2 separate regions of the Mus musculus genome follow, and region 2 is linked to region 1. A link is a contact called in public HiChIP or PLAC-seq data. All regions are on one chromosome and are shown on one strand. The core of a region is the stretch at or near the end of the contact, and the rest is flanking DNA. Distances in the headings are between cores, read along the strand shown.

What was found. HiChIP or PLAC-seq counts read pairs in DNA pulled down with a chosen protein or histone mark.
Region 2: a contact with region 1 is called in an H3K4me3 HiChIP or PLAC-seq map of bone marrow-derived macrophages, with 4 times the contacts expected there. The contact joins two enhancer-like sites. A contact is called at or near these places in 6 of 39 promoter capture datasets (cranial neural crest, embryonic stem cells, hippocampal neurons and 2 more), 1 of 484 Hi-C or Micro-C datasets (cerebellum), 4 of 115 datasets of contacts at active chromatin or transcription factors (bone marrow-derived macrophages, embryonic stem cells and pancreatic cancer cells) and 3 of 9 other capture datasets (adipose tissue, liver and pancreatic islet).

The regions. Positions count from the first base shown.
Region 1 is chr6:124,727,286-124,733,073 of GRCm38.p6, reverse strand. It overlaps Ptpn6 (protein tyrosine phosphatase, non-receptor type 6), which reads left to right. Exons shown (of 16, transcript NM_013545.3): 1 at 1-128; 2 at 214-336; 3 at 580-774; 4 at 4,104-4,293; 5 at 4,410-4,526; 6 at 4,624-4,737; 7 at 4,866-4,962; 8 at 5,279-5,358; 9 at 5,540-5,689. The coding sequence starts at 121. Among named protein-coding and RNA genes, the nearest start is that of Ptpn6, 3.0 kb to the left of the region's middle. Within about 2 kb of position 3,368, at least 28 of the 459 cell types and tissues checked have an H3K27ac peak or open chromatin away from gene starts, as enhancers often do. A contact at or near this core is called in bone marrow-derived macrophages, where this site is marked.
Region 2 is chr6:124,978,370-124,984,157 of GRCm38.p6, reverse strand. It overlaps a transcript of Cops7a not described here. Among named protein-coding and RNA genes, the nearest start is that of Pianp, 15 kb to the left of the region's middle. Within about 2 kb of position 2,232, at least 1 of the 459 cell types and tissues checked has an H3K27ac peak or open chromatin away from gene starts, as enhancers often do. A contact at or near this core is called in bone marrow-derived macrophages, where this site is marked.

The DNA of each region.
Region 1 (5,788 bases), core at 2,119-4,618:
GCTTTGGAGGCCTGGGCTCTGAGAGCCTTGCCTGAGGCTCATCTCTAGAGTTTGTACGTGCCTGCCCAGACAAACTGTTCCCTCCACATTTTCTGCAGCCAATTCAGTGAGAACCCCAGGATGGTGAGGTAAGGGCCTGGGACCCATGGAGGATAGGAAACAAGGGTGGCTGGAGCCCTGGGGATATTCCCTCACTGCCCTGTGCACTTTTAGGTGGTTTCACCGGGACCTCAGCGGGCCTGATGCAGAGACCCTGCTGAAGGGCCGGGGAGTCCCTGGGAGCTTCCTGGCTCGGCCCAGCCGCAAGAACCAGGGTGACTTCTCCCTCTCAGTCAGGTGGGTGGCCCTCCCTGCACCTTGGCAGCTCATTGTGTGGGTCCGGAGCATTCCTGGGTTCCCTGGGTTGTGTTGTCTCCTCATGATACATTTCTTCCCTTCTGTCCCTGCCTGTCGCCCTAGCATGTGCCCATAACTGTCTATGTCTACTCCATGCCTATGTGCTTTTGCATCGAGACCCCTGTCCCCCCAAGCCCACCCCGCTGCTGCTCATGTATCTCACTACCTGGTGGTGCCTCGCAGGGTGGATGATCAGGTGACTCATATTCGGATCCAGAACTCAGGGGACTTCTATGACCTGTACGGAGGGGAGAAGTTTGCGACGCTGACAGAGCTGGTCGAGTATTACACGCAGCAGCAGGGCATCCTGCAGGACCGAGATGGCACCATCATCCACCTTAAGTACCCACTGAACTGCTCGGACCCCACCAGTGAGAGGTGAGGGGCATTGCAGGTTGGCCCTGTCCCTTGAGATAAGTGGACATCCAGACCAGGTGTCCTTCTGTTCCCAGTCCGTTCTTCATCCCTGATCTTCCACACCTGTTCTCTCAGTGTTCTCAGCCTCTTCCCTCTGTAGGCTGATGATTCCCATGTATCTAACCAATCCCCTGTCCCCTGAGGAAGCCAGAGAAGGGTTCCCCTTGCCTTCCTGCAGGGTTCCTGCTGCCTAGCAACCTCATCCTGAGAGTAACAGAGAGGCCACTCCTTGTCTCTGGTGTTTCTCATCAGGTCGGCCCTATTACTAGAAAGCTTGTCCTACCATGGAACTCTGGTGCCTTCTTCCAGCCCTCTACACAGCCTGGGGCTCTAGGTCCCTGTCTTAATAAGGTCTTAGAGGTCCACTGGTACTGGGGTACTCAGGGACTTCTCTCAGCATCACACTGAGGTGGGGCTGGACAGAGCTTGGTGAAAGCAAGGTCGCTGAGGTGGTCACAGGTAGAGAAGGGCCCAGGCTTATCTGACTTAAGGAGACCCTCAGGATATCCCCAACTAGTGCTGCAAAGACACGGCCCCCATAGCTGGGCTGGCTGTTCTCTTGTGGTCTTCTCAGAGCATGTGCAAAGGGAAGGTTATGGAGATAAATGTCCCTCATTCATTACACTGGGGCTCGTCTTAGCTGTATAGCACAGGGACTGACTGGCAACCCCTATTAACTCAGGGTTTTCTTATGGACTCTGGGGCTCTGCGTACCTGTTCCTGTCCTGTGTCTGTGTATTTACAGTTGAAATGATTCCGAACTTGATCCCCACACCCTTCTCTGCTGGGGCCTGAACCCGGGGCCTTGTCTGAGTTGAGTGAGCGCTTTGCCACTAGCTACCTTCCACGCAGTTTTAAAGTCTGTTTTGAGATTCGTGCCTACAAACTTAGCTCAATAGTTTTGTTCACAAGTTACTGACTAAAACTGAGGACTGAAGGTCTAGGGACTGTGGCTCAGGTGGTGAGTGCTTGCCTGCCATGCATTAAACACTGGGTTCTATTCCCTGTCGTGCATAAACCTAGTGTGAGTGACACGTGCCTGTGAGCCCAGGTGGAGGCAGGAAGACCAGAAGAAGGTCAAGTTTATCCTCCATTCCATAGCAAGTTTGAGGCCGGATAGGGCTCCATGAGACCTTGACTTAAACTAAAACAAGCGGAGTGGAGGTGGTACCATAGGCCTTTTATCCCAGCACTCAAAAGAGGCAGGGGAAGGTGGATGTCTGGAAGTTCAAGGCCAGCCTGGTCTATCAAGTAAGTTCCAGTACAGCCAGGGCTCCACAGAGAAACCTTGTCTTGAAAAACCAAAACCCCCAAACAAAACAACAAAAAAACTCCAACCCAAACAAACAAACAAACAACCAACCAAAAAAAACCCTCAAAACACAAAGAAAACCACAAACAAACAAACAAAGAAGCTGGAGGACACTCCCTAGAAGGCTTTCCTCTTCTGCTGGTGAGTGGGAAGGGAGGGCCTGCCCCAGGTTGTCTCTCCTCTCCTATCCTACCTGCAGCCCTCAGGATGGTTTGGCCTCTCTCTCAGATTCGCTTTGAGCCCCTTGTTTTCTCTTTGTTGCTGACTCAAGCCAGGATGCGCCCTGCTAGAGTAGACCATGGAGGTACAGCTGAATGGTGGCTGCAGTGTTCCCTGTGATCAGGAAGGAGGTGGGAGCTAAACAGGTGTTAGGAGAACAGGCCAGGGCAGTGGGGAAGCACAGGACACCCTGTGGATGATACCCTCTGACAGGGCTGCGGAGGACTCCAAGGGACACTTTGGATGGCCATTTGGGAAGAAGCTGTCTCATCCCTAACCTTAGTGTGTGTGGAAGCCATGACCCAATGGCTCCTCTCTTTGCCCCTCCTCTTCTGGGAAATTTGCATTTGTCCCCTCAATAGTGAACTCTCTGCCTGTGGTCTGTTCACATTTGCATGGAGACTTCCTCATCCTGTCCCTGAGGGAAGGAGCTGAGCCCCCTCACATTGCTTGGGGTCTCTGGCCTGTTCCTGAGGTGGGCTAGGATGGCCCAGGAGGCCTGGGTTGGGGTAGGAACCTCTGAAGGCCTTGAGCTATGGTGTCCTCTGGACAGAGTTGAGAAGGACCAAGAGGACTGAGCCCCACTCCACCCCCCCCCCAATCCTTGCGGTTGGAAAATGCTCTCCCCCCCACCCCCCGAGCTGAAGAAACCTCACAACCTCACTTCTCACTCTCTCCCCAGAAGGAGTTTTGTGTTTTTTCCATCACGTGGTTTCCTGTGAGGCTAGGCATTGTGGGGCTACAGTTTCCTCCTGGGAAGAGGACCTTCACGGACCGGTCCTTAGTTCTGCTTTCTGCCCTGCAGCCCCTCGGAGCTCCTTGGAGCCCCTTTGAACCTCTGGAACCCTGAAACTACTCTCTCCTCAGTGGGATATTTGTGCCTCCCCCTCCCACAAATGCGTTTTCCATCAGTCCTTCTGGACTTGTGTCTCCTCTTGACACCCACTGCCTTCTGTGGTTTGGGTCAATCTACGTTTTTCTGTCCCTCCTTTTAACTCAGTCTGTTTCATGGGGACACTTCATTTTGTCCCTCCAAATATTCTGGATACCGTCTTTCTGTTTCTTGTGAACAGTCAAGAGAGGCTTTGGCTAGAGCCCTTCCTTTTTTCCTCCCCCCCCCACTCCCTCCCTCCCTCCCTCCCTCTATCCCTTCCTTTCTCTTTTGGAGACAGAAACTTCGCTTTTTTTTAAGACAGCCTCTAGCTCAGGCTGGCTTGGAATTCACCCTGTAGACCAGGCTAGCCTCAAACTTACAGTGATCCCTCTTGCTTCTGCCAACCCAGGGCTGTAATTACAGGTATATATCACCAGGCCTGGCTGTTTGTTTTGTTTTTGAGATAGGGTCCCACTGTGTAGCTCAGGCTGGCCTGAAACTTAACACATAGAGCAGGCTAGCCTCATTGAGACAGTTCTTCTGCACAGCCGACTGAATGCTGGGATTATAAGAGTAGCTGTCATTGTCTGCTATTTATTTATTCATTTGTGTGTTTCTAGAAGGTGAGCCTTAAAGGTATGTTTGTGTAGATCCCGCTGGTCTTAAATTTACGACCATCCTCATGTCTCCTAAGGAGTTGGAATTCTAGCTCCAAGCTGGGGTAATAGCACAAAGTCTATCTTTTTCCTCACAACATTTTCTGAGTTAGTAACAGATCTGAATGTAGTGGTGGATTTGAAAGCTTGTAGCTCAAGCCTGGCAGGTAGCAGGCCTCTGTGCCCACTCTGGGACCTGGTTACCATCTTCGCCATGTACTTTCTCTAGGTGGTACCACGGCCACATATCTGGAGGGCAGGCGGAGTCACTGCTGCAGGCCAAGGGCGAGCCCTGGACATTTCTTGTGCGTGAGAGTCTCAGCCAACCTGGTGATTTTGTGCTCTCTGTGCTCAATGACCAGCCCAAGGCTGGCCCAGGTTCCCCGCTCAGGGTCACTCATATCAAGGTTATGTGTGAGGTGAGTCAGCCAGGCTGTGGGGTGGCCTCACGCTGGAGCTTCAGTGGACTTAAGGCTGGGGGTGCCACGAGGGGGGACTCAGCCCTGAAGGGTGGCCTTACTTGGTGTCCCTTCAGGGTGGACGCTATACTGTGGGTGGCTCAGAGACGTTTGACAGCCTCACAGACCTGGTGGAGCACTTCAAGAAGACAGGGATTGAGGAGGCCTCGGGTGCCTTTGTCTACCTGCGGCAGGTGAGGGGCCGACATGCTTGCCTCTTCCCCTGAGCCATCGGAGATGTGGCTTTCTGAGGTCTCTCGGCCGCTGACTTCTCGTCCTCCCTCACCTCAGCCTTACTACGCTACTCGGGTAAACGCAGCTGACATTGAGAATCGGGTCTTGGAACTGAACAAGAAGCAGGAGTCGGAGGACACAGCCAAGGCTGGCTTCTGGGAGGAGTTTGAGGTGTGTGGTGGGGACAGCAGGGCTGGGATGGATGAGGTCACCTTGCCTTCTTTATATGCCTCTGACCTATGGCCTCTGCGACCGTGGATGCAACCTTGGGCGGGGGACTCAGTTCTCTGACATTTCAGAGTCTACAAAAGCAGGAGGTAAAGAATCTACACCAACGTCTGGAAGGGCAGCGGCCAGAGAACAAGAGCAAGAACCGCTACAAGAACATTCTTCCCTGTGAGCGCCAGCAGCCCTGCCCGCCCTCACTGCCTCCCATAGACTCCCACCCCACCCCGTCCCCACTGGCCAGCAGAGCTCTCCTCCCCCAGGAGGCCTCTTCTTTAGTTCCTAAGAGCCTCCCTACAACTACCAGGCAGTAATTCCCACCCTGCCACGCCTTGGCCATGAAGCCTCTGCTCCCATCCTAGACACATTTATCCCTGCCCGCTGCCCTATCTATGAGTCTGTAGCTCTGGGGACAAGAACATCTGTCGGCTTGGGAAAGGTCTGCCCCAGGGAGTGGCCCAAGCTGTTCGTTCTCTATTCATGCCAGTTGACCACAGCCGAGTGATCCTGCAGGGACGTGACAGTAACATCCCAGGCTCTGACTACATCAATGCCAACTACGTGAAGGTGTGTTGGGTGACCTAGGTGGGAACAGGTGCTGATCTCTGAGAGCTCCCTGTGTCTTGGTTACATATGCCTCTGGGGTTAGATCTGATCTCTTATGTGGGGGTGATGGTGGGTGGTACAGGCACACCCAAAGCCCAGGGATTCACTGTCCTTGGTTGGGTCTCTTTCTGCTTGCACCCAGAACCAGCTGCTAGGTCCAGATGAGAACTCTAAGACCTACATCGCCAGCCAGGGCTGTCTGGATGCCACAGTCAATGACTTCTGGCAGATGGCTTGGCAGGAGAACACTCGTGTCATCGTCATGACTACCAGAGAGGTGGAGAAAGGCCGGGTAGGGCAAAGCCCCAACTTCCTGACCCCTACATTTTCTTCCTTGGTCCTTGTTCAATACCATACACAAGTAAGATCAGGGGCTCGTGAGACGGCTCAG
Region 2 (5,788 bases), core at 983-3,482, 250 kb before region 1:
AGCCAGGGCTACACAGAGAAACCCTGTCTCAAAAAAACAAAAACAAAAACAAAAACAAAAAACAAAAATAAATAAATAAATAAAAGCTAGAAAATTAGGTCAGTGATAAAGATTACTAGTTACTTTGGGGGTAGCCCAGCACTTGGGAGGCAGAACCAGTCAGAGCTCTGAGTTTGAGGTCAGCCTGGTCTACAGAGTGAGTTTCAGGACAGTCAAGGCTATACAAAGAAACCCTGTTTCAGAAAACTAAAACAAGGATTACTCCTTACTCTTTCAGAGGACTAAAGTCGACTTCCCAACATACACATGGCAGCTTACATAACTCCAGTCCCAGGGCATAACACTTCTGTCCTACTTAGGCACCAGGCACACACATGGTACACAGACATACATGCAGACAAAACACTCATACAGCTCAAATAAATAATAAATACCCAATTTGGCCTTAAATTCTTTTTTAAAAATATGCATTTAATGAGTTTTGCCTGCATGTCTATATAAGCATCATGCATGTCTGATACCTGCAGAAGGCAGCGGGTACCAAAACCTCTGGGATGGGGGTTATAGAAGGTGGGGAGCCACTATGTTGGTTATTGGGAACCAAACCTAGACCCCCCTGCCATAGCAGCAAGTACTCTCTCTTAACTGCCCAGCCAACTCTTCAGCCCCAGCCTTGAAGTCTTAATCTTCTGACTCAATTTCTTGAGTGTTGGCATTATAAATATACAGCTTAACTTCATTTGGTAAAACTGAAACCCTGAGCCCATTAAACCATGACTCCATTCCCAATCCAACTGCCATCCCACCATCTGGACCTATGATATTTACCAGTCTAAGATGTATGTGTGTGTATTTTTAATTATGTATATACGTGTGTAGGAAGGGGTATGTGTGTATGTGCAAAAGTGAGTGCTGTGTTGTCCTCTAGAGTCCAGTAGACCAGGCTGGTCTCCAATTCACAGAGATCTGCCTGCCTCTGCTTTCCAAGGCATGCTCCACCATGCCCTGCTCACCATATATACTTGAAATTACATATGTATAAAAGTCACTACACAGCTGTTGGCCCATGCATTTCACCCCAGTACTCAGAAAGTAGAGGCAGAAAGATCTCTTTGAGTTCAACGCCACCCAGGGTTACATAGAGAGACCCTGTTTCAACACACACATAATGTCAATATACAAGATGCGATTATATATGTTAGGTATAAATAGGTCTTGTTTTCTAGTTGAGATGGGATCTTATGTAGCCCAGGCTGGTCTCTAACTTGCTACTTCAACATCTGGTCCTCTTTCCTCCACCTCCCAAGTACCAGGAAGATAAGCAGGCACTACCATACTCAGCTCACACCTTTCTGCAAAAGGATAAAAGTGTAAATATGCTGTCTGTTTTTACTTATTGGTACGTGAGGTCCATAAATAAGACAGCTCACGTGGTCTTCCAGCTGGTTTGTTTTCACTTAATATAACATTTTCAGGATCCACCCACGTTATTTCATGAAACCGGAGTTCTCACGAGGTAGACCAAGCTAGCCTTGAACTCAGAGACCATCTAGTCTCTGCCTCCCAGGTCCTAGGATTAAACATGTCTACCACCATCCACCACCATACCCAGCCATTTTAGGTGTGTGTGTGTGTGTGTGTGTGTGTGTGTGTGTGTGTGTTGGTTCTTTGAGGCATGGTTTCTTGTGTAGCCTTGACTGTTCTGGAACTAACTCTGTAGACCAGGCTGGCCTCAAACTCCACCTGCCTCTGCCTCCCTCCCAAGCGCTGGGATCAAAGGTGTTCACCACCACCACTAAGCTGCCATCTTAGTTTGTGAAGATGAGGTCTCTCACTGAACCTGGAGCTCACTGATTGGGATCAGTAGCTGGCCAGCGAGTCCCAGGCATTACTGTCTTTGCCTCTCCAGCAAGGCATCACAGGGTGTGCATCTCCTTACTAGGCTACTTCACCTGGGTGAGGAACAACCCAGCTCAGGCCCTCACACTTGCATGGCAAACACTTTGCTAACCTAGCTGAGCCATTTGCCCAGTCTCTTTTTGCTTGCTTCTTGACACAGGGTCTCAAATACTCAAGAGTTCACTCTGCGGCTGAGGATGACCTCAAGCCTCTGATCTTCCTGCTGGGATCACTGAGAGCTGGGATTACAGCATTGGGTAATGTGCTCGGTTCTGTTCGATGCTGGGGATAAACCCAGGGCCGCATGCATGCTAAGTCAGCACTCTCCTAACTGAGCCATGTTCCCAGTCCCTAACAACTTCCTTTTAGTACTGAAATTTCCTCATATGGACTTGGACTACCTCCCCTTTTATTCAGGCCTTCTTAGTTTTGTTACCATTTATTTATTTACATTTATGCTCCGGTGTGCCCACACATTTAGGAGTGGCTGTGGAGTCTAGAAAGGGGCATTAAAGCCCCTGGAGCCATAGTTACAGGTAGCTGTGAGCCACTCTATGTGGATGCTGGAAACCAAACTCTGCAAGGGCAGGAAGCACTCTTACCTGCTGAGCCATGTCTCTCTCCAGCCGCTTTTTAGGGTCTCCTTAGGTGTCTTTCGGAGAAGTATGTTTTTGCATATGGATAGGGTACATCTTCTGCTTTATTTACCACTGAGTCCTATTTTGATTTTGTTGTGATATTTTTTTTCCAGATTGCATTTCCAATGGTTTTGTTTGGTTGGTTTTGCCAATACATAGAAATACAGTTACTTTGCAATTAAGAGTTTAGAGCCAACAACCCTGACAGAATCTGTCTAATAATTTTTCTATACATTTTTTAAAAGATTTATTATTGTATCTAAGTACACTGTAGCTGTCTTCAGACACACCACAAGAGGGCATCAGATCTCATTACGGATGGTTGTGAGCCACCATATGGTTGCTGGGATTTGAACTCAGGACCTTTGGAAGAGCAGTCAGTGCTCTTAACCACCACCGAGCCATCTCTCCAGCCCCTTTCTATACATTTTCTTTTTTTTTGCATTTTCTGTTATTAGACGCGTTCTCACGACCGGCCAGGAAAGACGCAACAAACCAGAATCTTCTGCGGCAAAGCTTTATTGCTTACATCTTCAGGAGCCAGAGTGCAAGAAGCAAGAGAGAGAGAAAACGAAACCCCGTCCCTTTTTTAGGAGAGTTATATTTCGCCTAGGACGTGTCACTCCCTGATTGGCTGCAGCCCATCGGCCGAGTTGACGTCACGGGGAAGGCAGAGCACATGGAGTGGAGAACCACCCTCGGCATATGCGCAGATTATTTGTTTACCACTTAGAACACAGCTGTCAGCGCCATCTTGTAACGGCGAATGTGGGCGCGGCTCCCAACATCTCCCCCTTTCCTTTTAATAAGAGCAAATAGGCCACCCATATTAATGAGAGTGGAGATAGAGGTCAAATCCCCAGTGTGTAGGTAAAGGAGCCATGTACAGGATTAGCTCTTAGGCTCACAGGCTTTTACCCAGAGCAACCCTGACCTGCTCCCGTGTCGTTTTGCCTGGGGGAAGGGAACTAGGACACTGAACCTTCATGAAAGATGACATGTCTCCCTAGAATAGGCTCATATATGCCGCAGAGCCTTTCCATTGCAGTGCTTAGCCGTGCAACTCTCTCGGGCTGCTGAAGCACACTCACTCTATCCCGTGCAATGAGTCTAGCCTCGTGAGATGTAAGAGCTGAGTGGCCAGCGACCTATTGCCTAAGCATAGATAACCATATATCAGGGGGAGCTCCATGTTCTAGTCCTGCAAGCGCCTGGGCAATAACCACCTTGTCTCTCCTAGTTTGGGCCTTAAGCTTACAGACCAATCAAAGAAGCAACACTAATCCACAGCAAAGTGTATCTCCAAATAATATTAATCCCACCCAATTTTTTAAAGAAGGAAAATGCTGAGGAGATCCAATTGGGTAATCCTTTGGTCAGCGACAGGTCCAAGCGCGTGGAGTTGACCTGAAGTCTCAATTCCCGAAGGATCTGTTCAAATTCAGCCATCCAATTCTGTAACATATACTGAAAAAGACTTTTTGACAATTTAGCTGCCCTAGTAAATTTAACATACTGAATGGAAATAACACACAATCCCGGAAACTTTTGTTCACAACCCTGCTGAGTTATTTGTCATAATACATCTAGTTGTATCTGGACAAGATCTATGAGTTGATTAACCAGCATGAGACCTCTCTGTATCTTGACATTAGCTGAGGCCTGTTCATCTATGACTGTAGTCACTGAGGCTGACAAAGTGTTAATGGTGTCAGTCGTCTGGACCTGTCCAGACAGAGCCAAGGCTGTCTGAATCAAGGCTAAACCCAGTTCCCAGTTAGTGGTAAAAAAGCAGGAGAATACTTGAGCATTATACATCACCGTCATTGGGAGTGGAAATGTCGACATTATCCCCCAACGCTGCTCTCTCTTTATTATTGACGCCCTGGACATCACCAAGACGAGGGACATTAGTATTCCCTTGGTCAGTCTGGATTTTTCGGGTGAGTCTTTCTGGTATCCAAAATGGGTTGTCTTCATTCTGTGGGAAAACACAGATAGCTCCCCTGGATCTTATCAAAATAGGATCCGGGCCATACCATTTATTATCAAGGACATTTTTCCATTTAACCATCTCATTGGGCCTATCTGGCTCTGAACAATGACGTTCAGCCGCAGTATGGCCATGAGCATCAATATTTAAAAAATTGAGTGTAAAGAGTGCCAAAGACACAGACACTCTTGGTGCTCGGGGTAAAATCTCTTCAATTCCCCTCTTCTGTTTTATAAGATAGGCTTTGAGGGTGCGATGCGCACGCTCAACAATACCCTGTCCTTGAGGGTTGTATGGAAGTCCAGTCAGGTGGGTTACGTCCATCTGACGGCAGAACTGTTGGAATTTTTGAGACGTATAAGCTGGTCCATTATCAGTCTTAAGGAGTTTGGGTTTCCCCCAAGCACTCCATGCCTCAAGACAATGTTGAATCACATGTGAGGCTTTTTCTCCAGTTAACGGAGAAGCAAACATGATGCCAGAACATGTGTCAATGGACACATGGAGATATTGAAGTTTTCCAAAGGAAGAAACATGTGTAACATCCATTTGCCAGACCTGTAGAGGTCGAATACCGCGTGGGTTAATTCCCACATGAGGAACTGGCAAGAACTCACAGCAGCTTTGACATTGAGTAACAATGTCACGGGCTTCTTTTCTTGTCAAGGAGAAACGACTGCGTAATGTTTCAGCCGTCACATGAAAATTGTTATGAAAATTTCTTGCAGCCTCTACCGGGGATGATAGGGCAGCAGCCACCACTTTAGTGGCCTTATCTGCCAAATCATTTTCCAGAGCCATGGGGCCAGGTAGGCCTGAATGGGCTCTAACATGAGTAATATAAACAGGAAATCTTCTAGATAACAAAACTAATTGTATCTGCTGAAAAATATTGACAACTCTACTGGAAGGCTTAATCACTCCAGCCACTTCTAAAAGATTTACTGCATTAACCACATAACAGGAATCTGACACAATATTAAGGGGTTCTAAAAAGGTTTTTAAAACTTCTAAGACCACTAAACATTCTACCACTTGAGGTGAATTTTCATTATATTGTTTGGATACCACTTTACCATTAGCCACATAGGCACCTATGCCAGTTTTTGATCCATCAGTATATACCACAATCCCATTTTTAAGTGGGTTTCTTACTGTTATTTGTGGAAACACAACAGATTGATTTTGGGCAAACTGTAAGATTGGATGTTTTGGATAATGGTTATCTATTTGTCCTGAAAAGGAGGTAACTAAAACT